2 separate regions of the Oryctolagus cuniculus genome follow, and region 1 is linked to region 2. Evidence: chromatin contacts called from public Hi-C data. All regions are on one chromosome and are shown on one strand. Each heading gives the region's core, a stretch centred on a gene start, on an enhancer-like site or on the middle of the called end of the contact. The rest is flanking DNA. Distances are from core to core; before and after follow the strand shown. Region 1 has its middle 11 kb from the start of PLBD1. Region 2 has its middle 100 kb from the start of ATF7IP.

Region 1 (6,712 bases), core at 3,940-6,439, 320 kb before region 2:
TCTGTGGCCCTGTTCTCTTTCAAGGGCTCAAAATTAGGGCTGGTTCTGTGACATAGTAGGTTGAGCATCCACCTACAGTGCCAGCATCCCACATGGGCACTAGTTCATGTCCCATCTTCTCCTCTTCTGATACAGCTTTCTGGGAAAGCAGTGGAAGATGGCCCAAGTGCTTGGGCCTCTGCACCCACGTGGGAGATTGGGAGGAAGCTCCTGGATTTTGGCTTTGGACCAGCCCAGCTCTGACCATTGTGGCCATTTGGGGAGCAAACAAGTGGGTGGAAGACCTTTCTCTCTGTCTCTCCCTCTCTCTTTCTGTAACTCTGCCTCTCAAACAAATAAAAATCTTTTTTTTTAAAAAAAGAGCTAAAAGCTAAAAGTGCAATCTAGTAAAGTAGAATATCACACCCCATTCTGTCTCCCTCTCTCCATCCATTCTGCTTTCCCCTAAGTGCCTGCATACAAGCCAGCCTACTTCTCCAGTTTCTTTCCTCAGTGCAAACCAACCCAGGAAGATGGGTACATGTGACCTCATGTGTTTATCAGATAATTTCAAATATGAATCCCACACAACCTAAGTGTCTAGGATCATTTCCTAGAAGATGACAACAACAGTATGGGCTTCATACACTTTAACATAGTGAGAACACCCATGCCCACCCACCCCATTCATATCAAAACCTGCAGGTGCTCAATTCCTTTATATAAAACCACATATTTGCTCAAACATCCTCCCTTATACATTACATAATTTCTTGATCACTTATAATACCTAATATAGTACAAATGCCATATAAATGCTTGTTTTCTGTATTGTTCAGGAATAAAGACAAGAGGGCAAGTCTGTACATGTTTGATGCAGACACAATTTTTCCCCATTATTTTCTACCTGTGGTTGGTTGGATCTGTGGATACAAGCCTGCAGATGCAGAAAACCTACCATCGATCGCCCCTCAACCATTTGTTTTTCACAGCCAGTTTTTGAAAACATGAATCATTACTCAATAGTAGTGGTCAGGATGTACCAAATCATTGCCCAATTTATTTGGCAATGAAAATGGCCATTATGGTTTCTGTGTAACTTTGCTTCTGTTGTGTAATCCTTGTTGGCACAGTGTTCCAACCAAGTTACTTGGTAGTGACTACTGTACAGAAAAGAACAGGCAAGTCCTTACATTAGTCACCAGCCAAAGCCAGAAATTAATGTGAATTGTGCCATGAAGAATGCAGCTTTAGAAACGCCGCTTGTGTCATCAGACCAAAAGGAAGCCAAGGGATAGAGTCCTGCTGATAGAAGCCTCGGGAGGAGGCTGACCTTGGGTTTCAGAACCCACCTGTGAGTGTTAGACTAGAAGGCAGACATTAGCCTAAGTACGTGAGAAGGGGCAAAGAACAAAACCAGGAATTTCATGGTGGGCGACTGAGGGAAGAAATTCAGAAGCATGCACAGGACGCTGACCAACATTTGTACATCAAAAGTCTTGCTCGGGTCCAATAACCTTGTTAGGTGGGTCCCAGCCCTCACTCAGAGACATCTTACACAAATATCCACCTAATAGCCCCCATCCAGCAATTTCCCAGGAGAAGGGGTATTGGGTGAGGAGAAATGGTGGGCTCATGCCAACAAAAATTCCAGTCTGAGTACAGACTATCCCTTGGTTCTTTGCACAGTTGCCCACCTGGCCTGTCTGGTATATTATTTGCGATGCAGCATTATAGACAAGAGATAGAGATTTCTTCCATCGGCTGGTTCACTCCCCCAAAATGCCACAACAGCCAGAGCTGGACCAGACCAAAGACAGGAAGCAGGAGCTTCTTTTGGGTCTCCTACATGGGTACAGGGGCCTAAGCACTTGGGCCACCTGTTTTACCAGGCCGTTAGCAGGGAGCTAGATAGGAAGTAGACCAGCTGGAACTCAAACCGGTGCCCATATGGGAAGCTGGTGCTACAGGTGGAGGCTTAACCTACTACACCATAGTGCTGGTCCCTTAAGTTCTTTTTCTATGGGAAGACAAGACCCTCTGATGCAACCGTCTCAGGTAATAAGAATACTGAACCAGCTTGATTGCTGAAGATGCAATCTTGAATTTACTAAACTGGATGAAAGTTTCTCCATTAAATTTTTACGTTCTGACTTCCCTGTTCAAGTATTAATTTTCACTTGTCATTTGAAAGTATATCAAAGTAATTCTTTCAAAAATGTTTCCCAGAAGTTACGTTTCCTTCATCTTCCACACATGAACTAAAATTGAGTATAAAATTTCCTGATCACAATGTTTTCCCTCAAAAAAGACAGAAAATGGTACTCTGTTCTCTTTTGCCATTTCACATTTCAGAGAAGTCTAAGTCAACCTGATTTTTCACACTTTGCAGGTAATATTTCCCCTCTATTGAAATAGTCACAGCATTTATTGTATTTTTTGCACAGCGTAATTCTGAAACCACTACTCTGTTTGTAGCTCACATGCACTAACTGCTGGAGAGAGACCAAACCAAATTTTAAAATCTATTTGTTTGCATTTTATTTATTATATTTACTTCAGCAGAAAGTAAATACATAATTTATATATCCTACAGGATGTAGGAGCCAGTGTTGTGGCCTAGCAGACTAAAGCCGCAGTCCTTGACAGCAGCGTCCCCTATCAGAGAGCCCATTCAAGTCCCAGCAGCTCCTCCTTCATTCCAGCTTCCTGCCAATGTGCCTGGAAAAGCAGCAGTACTTGGGCCCCTGATGCACACTGGAGACCTGAAATGTCGTTCCAGGTCCCTGGCTTCAGCCTGGACCAGCCCCAGTCTTTGTGGTCACTGGAGGAGTGAACCAACAGAGACTCACCTTTGCTGAGAGAAAGTTCAGCCTCCAGGGCTGGGGAGCCTGAAATACTTAGACTTGAAAGAAGTGGTGATAAGAGAGGAATGTGCTGCTTGCCAGGAGGACAGGGAAGTGTTGCCTAGGGCGTAGGCACTGATGGTAGCTTGGAAAAGGAGAAACCAGATGGTAAGAAAAGCCGTCTGGAAAGTCAACAGTCATTAAAATCCATCTGTTTAAGCTAGTCTTTGCTGAAACTATTAGTGATTATCACCCCTCACCCACCTATTATACTTCTGTCCAGTCATATATACATTTATTTTTACCAAACCATTTTCAAGGGAGCTGCAAACATGACATTCCACAACATCTGTGTCCCACAATAATTAGATCATCTTTCTGCATATCCACAATACCATTTTCTTCATTTTCTTGCTTATTTTTTAAATATTTATTTTTTGTTTATTTGAAAGGCAGAGTAATAACAGAGAGGGGAGAGACAGAGAGAAATCTTCCATCCAATGTTTCATTTGCTAAGTGATCACAACAGCCAGGGTTGGGCCAGGAGCCCGGAGCTTCTTCTAGGTCTCCCACGTGGGTGGCAGGGGCCTAAGTACTTGGGCCATCTTTTGCTGCTACCTCAAACACATTAGCAGGGAGCTGGATTGAAAGTGGAGTAGTGGCATCTATATGGGATGGTGGCATTGCAGGCCGTAGCTTAACTCACTATGCCACAATCCCAGCCCCCACGATACCATTTTCAATCCAAGAAAGTTAAAGACATATACTACTATCTTGTGTAATCATTACGTATTCAAATGTCTCCAAATATTTCCTCCCCCCAAAAAATGTCTTTCTTAGATATCCAACCCACCCCTACCCCCACACACCCTCCTCAGGATCCAATTACAGATCAGACACTGCCTTTGGTCATCCCTCTGTTGAACTGTTGTTGAGAAAGTGTCCTTCATTTTTTAATTTTTTTTTTATTTTTTGGTGGGGGAATTGGTATTTTGCAGGAAGGGGTGAGGAGTGTCCATTACGTAACTGACTTTTTTTCTTAAGAGGGAGAAACAAAGAGAAAGAGAGATCTTCCATCCATTGGTCCACTCCCCAAATGCCCACAATGAATGTGCCAGTAGCCAGGAGGCCAGAACTTCACCAGGGTCTCCTACATGGGCACAGGGGCCCAAGTATTTAGGCCATCATTGCTGCATTCACAGGAACACTAGCAGGGAGTTGGACAGGCACCCATATCGGATGCCAGTGACCTCAGTTTAACCCACTATGCCACAATGCCAACCCTATACTGATGGCTTCTCAATGCTAATTACTCCTCTGTACTATTAGACTCCACTGGGAATGTTAATTCCACTCTTTTTAGTTTTCTATCAGTCTGTTTTCATTCTATCTCCCTCTTCATCTTTTGTATTTTCCTTCCAATCTGCTTTTGTTTAGAAAGGTTCTTGGGGCTGGCATTGTGGAGTAGCAGATAAAGCCACTGCCTGCAGCGCCAGCATCCCATACAGGTGCCAGTTCGATTCCTGGCTGCTCCACTCTAATCCAGCTCCCTGCTAGTATGCCTGGGAAAGCAGTGGAAAGTAGCCCAAGTGCTTGGACCCCTGCATCCATCTAGGAGACCTGAAAGAACCTCCTGGCTCCTGGCTTTGTGGCCGTTTGGAGAGTGAGCCAGTGGACGGAATATCTCTCTTTATAACTCTGCTTTTCAAATAAAATAAATTAATTCTAAAAAAAGAAAAAGAAATGTTCTTAGTAAATAGAAGCTGCATTTTCCTATACTCTATGGGAGATGCCAAAATATTTTCTAAAATCTCTTTTGGTTTCTAAAATTCTAAGAGATTTTAAGATTTCAGGGTGATGACCCCTTTTCTTATCCTGTAATAATTTTCAAAGACTCCATGTCTTGCTGATGTGGTTGAGGCAGGGAGTCAGGAAAGGATAAGGTCTACCAAAACCCAAGCCATGGGCACCACCCAAATCCCATCATCTCACATGCCAATTTGACATAGCTGAAGCCTCGGCACACCCACTTGTAATCATGCAACTAAGCCTCACCTTACACCAGGCACCAGGTGCCAAGTCACCTTGGCAATTACCATGGGCAGCAGCTCCCTGGCCAAATCCTGTCTCCTTAGGATCTTCAGTCAGGCCTTGAGGCCCCTACCCCATAAAAGGGTGACATTAGGCTGCATGGGGGCATTTCTCTGTCTTGAGGTTGCCTTTAGTCAAGTCTGAGAGTGTATTATCCCTCTGCCTTTCAATAAATCCTGCTTGTGTGCTCTAAGTCTCCTAATTGTATTCTTACATGTGAGAAGACAGGAACCTGGACTAAGCCTAGCAGGGGGTCTCTCTGAGCCAGCCAGGGGTATCAATCTCCATAATATAATTTGGGGATCTCTACTTCCACACAATACTGGCTCTTGTTTCTTTTTACTCATCTTAAAATTGAAAGGGTTAGCAGATAGTGCATGCTTCTCAACAGAGGGAGTACTCAGATTTCTCTTGGCTGGGCTCCAGAACTCCAATCTCAGACTACAGTTGTACAAAGATTGATAAGCACAGTTTCTAACTCAATTCCCCATATCCAGAAGATTTTCATCTAGCTTACACAACTACACTGAAATGGATCTTTCCCCAGAAATAATTCTGAAGTTTTTGACCCTGAGTTATATTTAGATGTTGGTTTTTGGCCACTTTCCAAGAATGAACTGCCTCAGGTGATTCTTATTATCTTTATATAGGCAGTAGGAGCCCAATTCATCAAATATTTATCAAACACTTTTCACTTATTCATTGTTGTGCCAATACCTTAAGGGCTTAAATCCTTCTTTATAACCTGAAAGGAGAGCAGTGACTAAATTTTTTTTAAAAAGATTTATTCATTTTATTTGAAAGGCAGAGTTGCAGAGAGAGAGAGAGAGAGAGAAGAGAGAGAGAGAGGTCTTCATCGCTGGTTCACTCCCCAGATGGCTGCATTGAGCAGAGCCATGCCAATCAGAAGCTAGAAACCAGGAGCTTCTTCTGGGTGTCCCACACAGGTGCAGGGGCCCAAGGACTTGGACCATCTTCTACTGCTTTCCCAGGCCATAGCAGAGAGCTGGATCAGAAGTGGAGCAGCTGGGACGTGGACTGGTGCCCATATGGGATGCCGGCACTGCAGGCAGCGGCTTTACCCACTACACCACTGTGCCAGCCCCTAGCAGTGACTATTTAATACGGAAATATTCTGCATCTGCATTCAAGGCTGAACATCACTAAAAAAAAGAAAAAGGTTGTATCTTGCTAATTGTTTTTGTTTGGCATTTGCACTTTCTGTAGAACGAAGAGAAGACCAAGATAGTAAGAAGGGAGAAAAAGTAAATAGAGAGGAAGTTGATGCCAGCCACACAAGGTTGTAGATACTCAGGAAGGAACTGAAGAAAGGTTTAGAAAAATTACAAAAGGAAAAAGAAAGGTCAGGTAAAAATTACATCCCTTAAGCAATGCAGAAAATGGTCTCAGCCCTGACAGTATTCAAGAATGACTTTTCCAGCCTCTTTGAAGGTAAGGGTGAGAGATTGTCCACCAACAGAGGGTAAGGTTTGTGACTTTGCCATCTGCAGGAAAATGGTAATAGGAGCAGGCAGCTGGTCTACCAGTTGTGCTGCCGTTCTGTATCCACATCGGAGTGTCTGGGTTTGAGTCCCAGCTGCAGTTCCTAACTGCAGCTTCCAGCCAATGCAGACCCACATGGGAGACTTGGATTGAATAACTGGCTGTCACCCAGTACATCCTCAGCTATTGCAGGCATTTGGGGCAGAGGTGGGGTGGGAAGTGTGTGAACCAGTAGATGGAAGCTTGCTCACTTTCTCTCTCTCTCACTGCCTGCCTGGAAGGAAGGAAGGAAG
Region 2 (6,945 bases), core at 931-3,430:
GGGGAGCGACAGTATATGGTCTCACTATTAATAAATACAAATTGAGATAATATCAGATATTGTTACACATTCATGAGATGAGTTACATATCTAAGGCATGATAGTACCAAGTGTTGGCAAGGATGTAGAACTGGAATTCTTCTAGACTGCTGGTGGAAGTATAAATTCATACAATTACTTTGGAGAGCAATTTTGCCCCAGCAGGTAATGCTAAAAATACTGTATGTGTCTGAAATTTCTCAGTTTCTTGGGACCAACTCCTTTCTAAAGGAAATAGTCACCTCCTCATTGGCATGGACATTGCTGCTCTTGCTTGTGACTTTGTCAAACTTCTTGAACTACCTGGAGTCTGAGTCAAAAGCCTAGACTTCCACAGCCCTCAATTTGCTATATCAAGTCCTGGTCACAATGCATGGTCTCTTCCTGTCTAGGCTTGGATATAAACGCCACACATGGAATATGGTATTTGATTTCCCGAGTTACCACCAAGAAGCCAGATGGTGCAACTCTGAAATACAGGAGTAGGAAAGGTGGTCAGCTCCTTCTGAGGTTAATCTTGACCTATGCACTGGGTGGGAGAGGAGAGGCACAGAGAGAGATGGGCAAATAAATATTCTCTTCCTTTTTTCTTCTGTAGAGAATGCTGTGGTGTACTTGGTTTTTCAGACATTCTGGTAAAAGGTTCTTGTGCTGTGTGAATATAGCTGCCAAGGGACCCACCATCTTTTTGTGGCTTGTTGTGATTCAACGTGGTAATGGCTTGTATGTTATTGCTTTGTATCTTTTCATGCCTTAGTCCCCCTTTTCCCTGATGTTTGCGCCTTGGACTTGTGCCTCTTAAATAAAATATCATCAATCTTCTAGAAGAATCAGGCTCCAGTATCTACAATGTGGTACAACGGGTTAAGCTGCCCCTGTGACACTGGCATCCCAAATGAGCGCTGCTTCGAGTCCCGACTGCTTCACTTCCAATCTAGCTCCATGCAAATGTACATGGGAGAGCAGTGGGAGACGGCTCAAGTGCTTGGGACCCTGCCACCCATGTAGGAGACCCTGATGGAGTTCCTGGCTTCAGTCTGGGCCAGTCCTGGCCTTTGTGGCTATTTGGGCAGTAAACCAGTGAATGGAAGATCTCTCTCTGTAACTATGCCTTTCAAATAAATAAATACATCTTTTTAAAAAGGAAACATTGCCCTTGAAAAAGAAAGTAATTTGTAAACAACTAGATATTATATGGTTATTTATAGAGAATGATAACACCCTGATGAAATCAAGAAACTGGCTTTGATATTGGAGATGACCTCCTAAAATTTATACGAAAATGTGGCCCCTTAAAGTTCCCCAAAAGTGCCATATGGGATGCCACATACGCTACCGCAATTTGGGGTGCTATACGATATCAGCATATGCTTATTAATAAATCCCCAATATTAATAAGCCCAAGAGGGTTCTTGCCTAATATTTAGAGAAGAATTCTAAATACCTGTATAAATAAATGAGGCAGCATGGTACATTTTAGGCTTTTATTTAGTGAGAAAGATCTGTATGAGAGTGAGAACTTTATCTAAGAGAGAGAGAGAGGTAAATCTGGGTTCATACCGAGCACCCGGAACCAGCCACGTGGTGGAGTATCTAGGCCAGGAGGCCTAGGGTGGGCGGCCCGAAGGCCATGTGCCCTGGAGGTGCAGGGCTACAGCTAGTCCCCTCCTGGCAAGAGGCCAGGAAACAGAAGAGAAGGGTGGGACACACTGTGTCCCAGGTTTTAACCCACTTCCAAAGGGGAGTGGTTAATTAATCTGATTAGCCATTGGGCACTCAGGTGTGGCCAGGTAGGGCGTGAGGTCACACAGGGGCGTGGCGAAGGCGTGGTCTTCCAGCTCACAAAACTAATCAATTTTAGCCTGTATGCCTGCCTACTTCAGTTTCAGCCTGACCTAGCGCTGGCTGTTGCAGGCATCTGGGGAGTGAACCAGGAAATCAAAGAGTGCTCGCTTGCGCGCTCTCTCTCTCTCTCTCTCTCTGGCTTTCAAATAAAAAGAAATAAAAATATTTTGGAAAGTTTATGGAAACTGTATTGTTTCCATTTTTCATGGACTTTTGAAAGTACTCTTTTTTTTTTTTTTTAAGTTGTGTGGTAGAACACGGTACAGCAGTGGAGAAAAAGCTTGCACTGAAAATATTTTCCTTTTTGGGATTCAAGGTCCTCTTCTCTTTCCTGCTTTGTGCCCCAGGAGGCAGAGGCTGACCTCAATGAACTGGGTCAGTGAGCTTCCTTGAGCTGTGGCTTCCAACTGTGTCCAGCTAGCAGGGAGCAAGCTGGGGTATCAACCTCATGTTTCTGTTCTGCTTAATATCTTCTTATTTACTTAGTTCATGTAAAAATGGAGAAGATGAGACAGATACCTATTAGGATGTTGACGTGTTGTGGTGGGGATGGATATCAGGTAGGAGTGATATGGGTGAAAGGGAAGAAGAAAGGGGAGCCACACCCGGAAGAAACACATAACTTCCCTTATAAAAAGATCTAGGAAGGAAGTTGTGATTCCCACCCCTCTCCTCTCTGCCACCCAGGGGTTTGGTCTCCCTGTGCTTGAGGCTAAGGGGTAGGGCATTTTAACCCTCATCTGTGGACAAAGGGCTAGTGGGTGGTTTCCCATTCAGAACTGCAAGCACAGGTCAAACCTGGGCTGCCAGTCTAGCAGGGTAAGAGTGGGAGCCAAGGTATGGAGGCCGGTGAAGAGCTTGAGGCACCACAGGCACCGCAGCAGCGCTGGGGCGAGGGGTGGAGCACAGTGCTGCCGCGGAGGGAGGGAGGGAGGGAGGGAGGGAGGGAGGGATCCAGGAAATGAGGTGCAGATGCGCAGATAGATTTATCTTTGTCAGAGATCTTGAAATCATGAGAGCAGCTGTTTGCTCTCTCACAAGCTCTCATCAATCCTGGAGTTCAGTGTCCTCTTAACCAGCCTTACTTTTATTTATTTATTTTTTTCATTCTGAAGATATTTCCCTTGATAAAGAAAACAAGAGAAATGGTTAAAGCACTATTTTCTTTGTTCTTTCTTAGCCCAGCCATCTTCAATTCGTTCTCTTCCTGCAGCCATAGTGGTTTTGCTGCTATTCAAATCTGATCGTGCTCGGCTTTCTCGGGTATTTAGGATAAAGCCTATTTTTTTAATCAATGAGGCTTTCCCAGTTCTGTCCCCTCTTTGTCTTTCTGACTTCCATCTTTTGCCGTTTTCCTCTCTCTAACCTTGCCATTCCAAGAGTTGTAATTTGCGGTAAGAACATTTTTTTCGCACTGGCACTATTTTGGGTCAGATCATTTATTTTGTTGTGGGAAGCTGCTTGTGCGTTGTAAGATGTTTAGCTACATCCTTGACCTCTGCCCTCCAGCTGCCATCATCTTTCCTCCAGTTGTGACAACCAAAAATGTTTCCAGACGTTGCAAAATCTCTCCTGGGGGCAAAATTTCCTCTGGGCTAACCACTGGGGTAGAGTTTGCTGTTTGATGTCTGCCTTCTCTTGCTACCTGCTCTTCTTTTTGTACAGCATGATCTTCCCTGCAAATACCTACTGATCTCTCAGAGACTCAGGGACAAACATTTGGCACAGCAGTTAAGCTGCTGTGTGGGACATCTGTATCCCATATGAAAGTGTCTGGGTTCAAGTCCCAGCTCTGCTCTCAATTCCAGTTTCGTGCTAATGCACACCCTGGGAGGCAGCAGGTGATGGCTCAAGTGCTTGGGTTTCTGATATCCACATGGGAGACCCAGATGCAGTTCCTTTCTGGTTTCAGCCTGGCCCAACTCTGGCTGCTGTGGATGTTTGGAGAGTGAAGCAGTAGATGAAAAACCTCTGTCTTTTGGTCTGTCTCTTTCCTTCTCTTTCAAATAAAATAATAATTAAAGTCTCCCTGGAGCTGGTGCCATGGCATAGTAGATTAACCTTCTGCCTCCAGTGCTGGCATCCCATATGGGTGCTGGTTTGAGTCCCGGCTGATCCACTTCTGATCCAGCTCCTTGCTGATGGCCTGGAAAAACAGTGGAGGATGGCCCAAGTGCTTGGGCCCCTGTACCTATGCTCCTGGCTCCTGGCTTCAGATCAGCCTAGCTCCAGCTGTTGTGGCTACTTGGGGAGTGAACCAGTGGATGGAAGACCTCTTTCTTTTTCTCACTCTCCCCCTCCTCTATTTGTAATTTGGCTCTCAATTAAATGAAGGGATCTTAAAAAAAAATCTCCCTTCAATCCTCTTTCCTTGGTGAAGCAGGGTTCTTGTCTCGCACAGAGATAAGAATTCCAAGTGGAGACATAGTAGGGTATAAGGTTAGGAACAGGCATTGTTTAACAGTGACAGAGAAAGCATGCATTCACATATATGTGGGCCAGAGATTTTGCAAATGGAGATGGAGGAGAGAGAGAGAGAGAGAAACCTAGTAGCACCCCCAATCGTGGTCTGCAGCCAGAGAGGGCTCTCTCTCCTTCTCAGCCTCTTTAATGAGTGTGCAAATGTTGTGGGGGGTGACTTTGCATTCATGAAGCCTCCTGGACATTTTATGATACCTTTATAAATCACATGAGAAGCTTCATTTTTATGTTTTCCTGGCATCTCTCTCTTCTAGGTCCCAGATGAAACAGGTGCATCCTGGGAAAGGGGACAGTTTGATTGACAGATAAAGGGATAATATTATATTATGGGGCTTGCAGGGGCTTCCAGCTCACTCAGAAATAAACTACTTGCTTAGTTACACCACTCCCAAAGTGGAGTTAGGCAAGCTGAGTGTCCTGCTTATAGAGCAACTTGCCTAATTAGAACAAACTCCAGAAGAAGAGTACTCATCATTGGTTTGTCAGTCTCCACATCTAAAGACGGAGCTTTAGAGTTAGATTCTGCCTTTTTTTTTTTTTTTAAAGATTTATTTATTTATTTGAAAGTAAGAGTTACAAAGAGAGAGAGAGTGAGGCAAGGAGAGAGAGGACTTCCATCCGCTGGTTCACTCCCCAATTGGCTGCAACAACCAAAACTGCGCTGATCAGAAGACAGGAGCTTTTTCCAGGTCTCCCACACGGGTGCAGAGGTCCAAGGAGTTGGGCCATCTTCTGTTTTTTTTTCCCCAGGCCGTAGCAGGGAGCTGGATCAGAAGTGGAGTAGCTGGGACTTGAACCAGCGCCCATATGGGATGCTGGCACTGCAGGCGGTGGCTTTACCCACTACACCACAGCACTAGCCCCCTGCCTTTTTTTAAAGAAGATATTTTGTTCTCTGTGCCTAGCTAAGTACCTGGCCCAGAATATTGACAACATTTATGTGCATTTTTAAAACTTTCCAAATTTGAATGCTAGATATGATTTAAAGCAGTTTAGAAATGACATTAAAGGCAGATTAATCTTTTTCTCATGCTGATATGCCTGTGATATCCAGGTTAATTAATCACCTCTGAAGCATGATTAATATGATTTGTGACTAGATGCCTTTAGTTATTAAGCTTGCTTTTGATGGCAGTTTCAGATTATACCTTGCATATCTACAGCAGAACCTTTAAAAACTTTATCATCTGTGAGATTTTATAAAGACACTATATACTAGTATGTGTATTTATAGACACGTGTCTCTTGATTTCAGATTTTTTTTTATCGGAAAGTACCAGGATATACAGACACTTGAACAACCACCTTCATAGAGCCATATTATTATTTGATGATAATATAATTATTTCTGCATTATATTTTGTTATTTAGGATCAATCATGCTTTAGAGTTATTTCCATTTTCGGTTAGGAAATGTATTATCTGTCCGTGATAATTGTGAAGGGTATTTTGAACATTTAGCTTTTCCATAGTGCGATATCTTAGCAATGCTGCCATCTCCTGGATGCTATTAAGCACCGTGGCAATCGACAAAACTTAGAGTTACTTCAAAGTAGTTTCCAAAAATAATATGATACATAGCTATAGAAGAAAGCTCTCATTTTTTTCCTTGTTTCTTTATTTTTTTAAAAAGAAAGATTTATTTATTTATTTGAAAAGCAGAGTGACAGAGAAGGAGAGAAAGAGATCTTCCATTTGCTGGTTCATTCCCCAAAGTGTCCTGGCTGAAGCTATGAACTAGGAACTCCATACATATTTCCTGCATGGGTGGCAGAGGCCCAAGTACTAGGGCCATCATCCTTTGCCTTCCTAGGTGCATCGATTGGAAGCTGGATCAGAAGCAGAACAGCTGGGACTTGAATTGGTGCTATCGTATGGGATGCTGGCCTGGCAAACAGCCATTTAACCTGCTGTGCCACAGTTCTGGCCCCTTTTCTTTTAAGTTTTCTTTCTTTTTCTTTTTCTTTTTTCTTTTTTTTGGTTACCTTGAAAAGGGACTGGATACATTTTTTTCCATTTCTTCCATGAAATATTGACTATCTATTGTTGTAATCACCTGCTGCTGGAGACAGAATGGTATTGTAGTACTAAGAATGTGAAATGAGTACACTGGGGTTGGAGGTTTTGGGTTAAGTCACTACTTGGGATGCCCACACACCATACTGGAGTGCCAAGGGATTGAGTCCTGCCTGCACTTTCAATTCAGCTTCTTGCTAATGTGTTTGGGAAAGATTGGGTAATGGCTCAAGTCCTTGGGTCTCTGCCCCTAGTTGGGAGACACAGATTGAATTCAAGTGTCCAGACTTTGGTCTGGTCCAGCCTAGGCTATTGTGAATGTTTGGGGAGTGAACCAGCAGGTGGAAAGTGCTCTCTTTCTCTCTCTCTGTCTTTCTGCCTTATAAATAAATAAAAAGAATAAAAAGTTAAAAAAGAGTATGCTATATATCTTTAAAAAAAGATTTATTTTATTTATTTGAAAGGCAGAGTTACAGAGAGGCAGAGGCAGAGAGAGAGAGAGAAAGAGGTCTTCCATCCGCTGGTTCACTCCCCAATTGGGTGCAATGGCTGGAGCTGTGCCGA

What was found. A called contact is a pair of places that touch in the nucleus more often than the background predicts.
Region 1: a contact with region 2 is called in a Hi-C map of skin fibroblasts, with 1.6 times the contacts expected there. The contact joins two enhancer-like sites. A contact is called at or near these places in 2 of 6 Hi-C or Micro-C datasets (skin fibroblasts and an unstated tissue).

Annotation. Positions count from the first base shown.
Region 1 is chr9:112,406,663-112,413,374 of mOryCun1.1, reverse strand. No RefSeq gene overlaps it. Among named protein-coding and RNA genes, the nearest start is that of PLBD1, 11 kb to the right of the region's middle. Within about 2 kb of position 5,189, at least 1 of the 8 cell types and tissues checked has an H3K27ac peak or open chromatin away from gene starts, as enhancers often do.
Region 2 is chr9:112,083,791-112,090,735 of mOryCun1.1, reverse strand. No RefSeq gene overlaps it. Among named protein-coding and RNA genes, the nearest start is that of ATF7IP, 100 kb to the left of the region's middle. Within about 2 kb of position 2,180, at least 1 of the 8 cell types and tissues checked has an H3K27ac peak or open chromatin away from gene starts, as enhancers often do.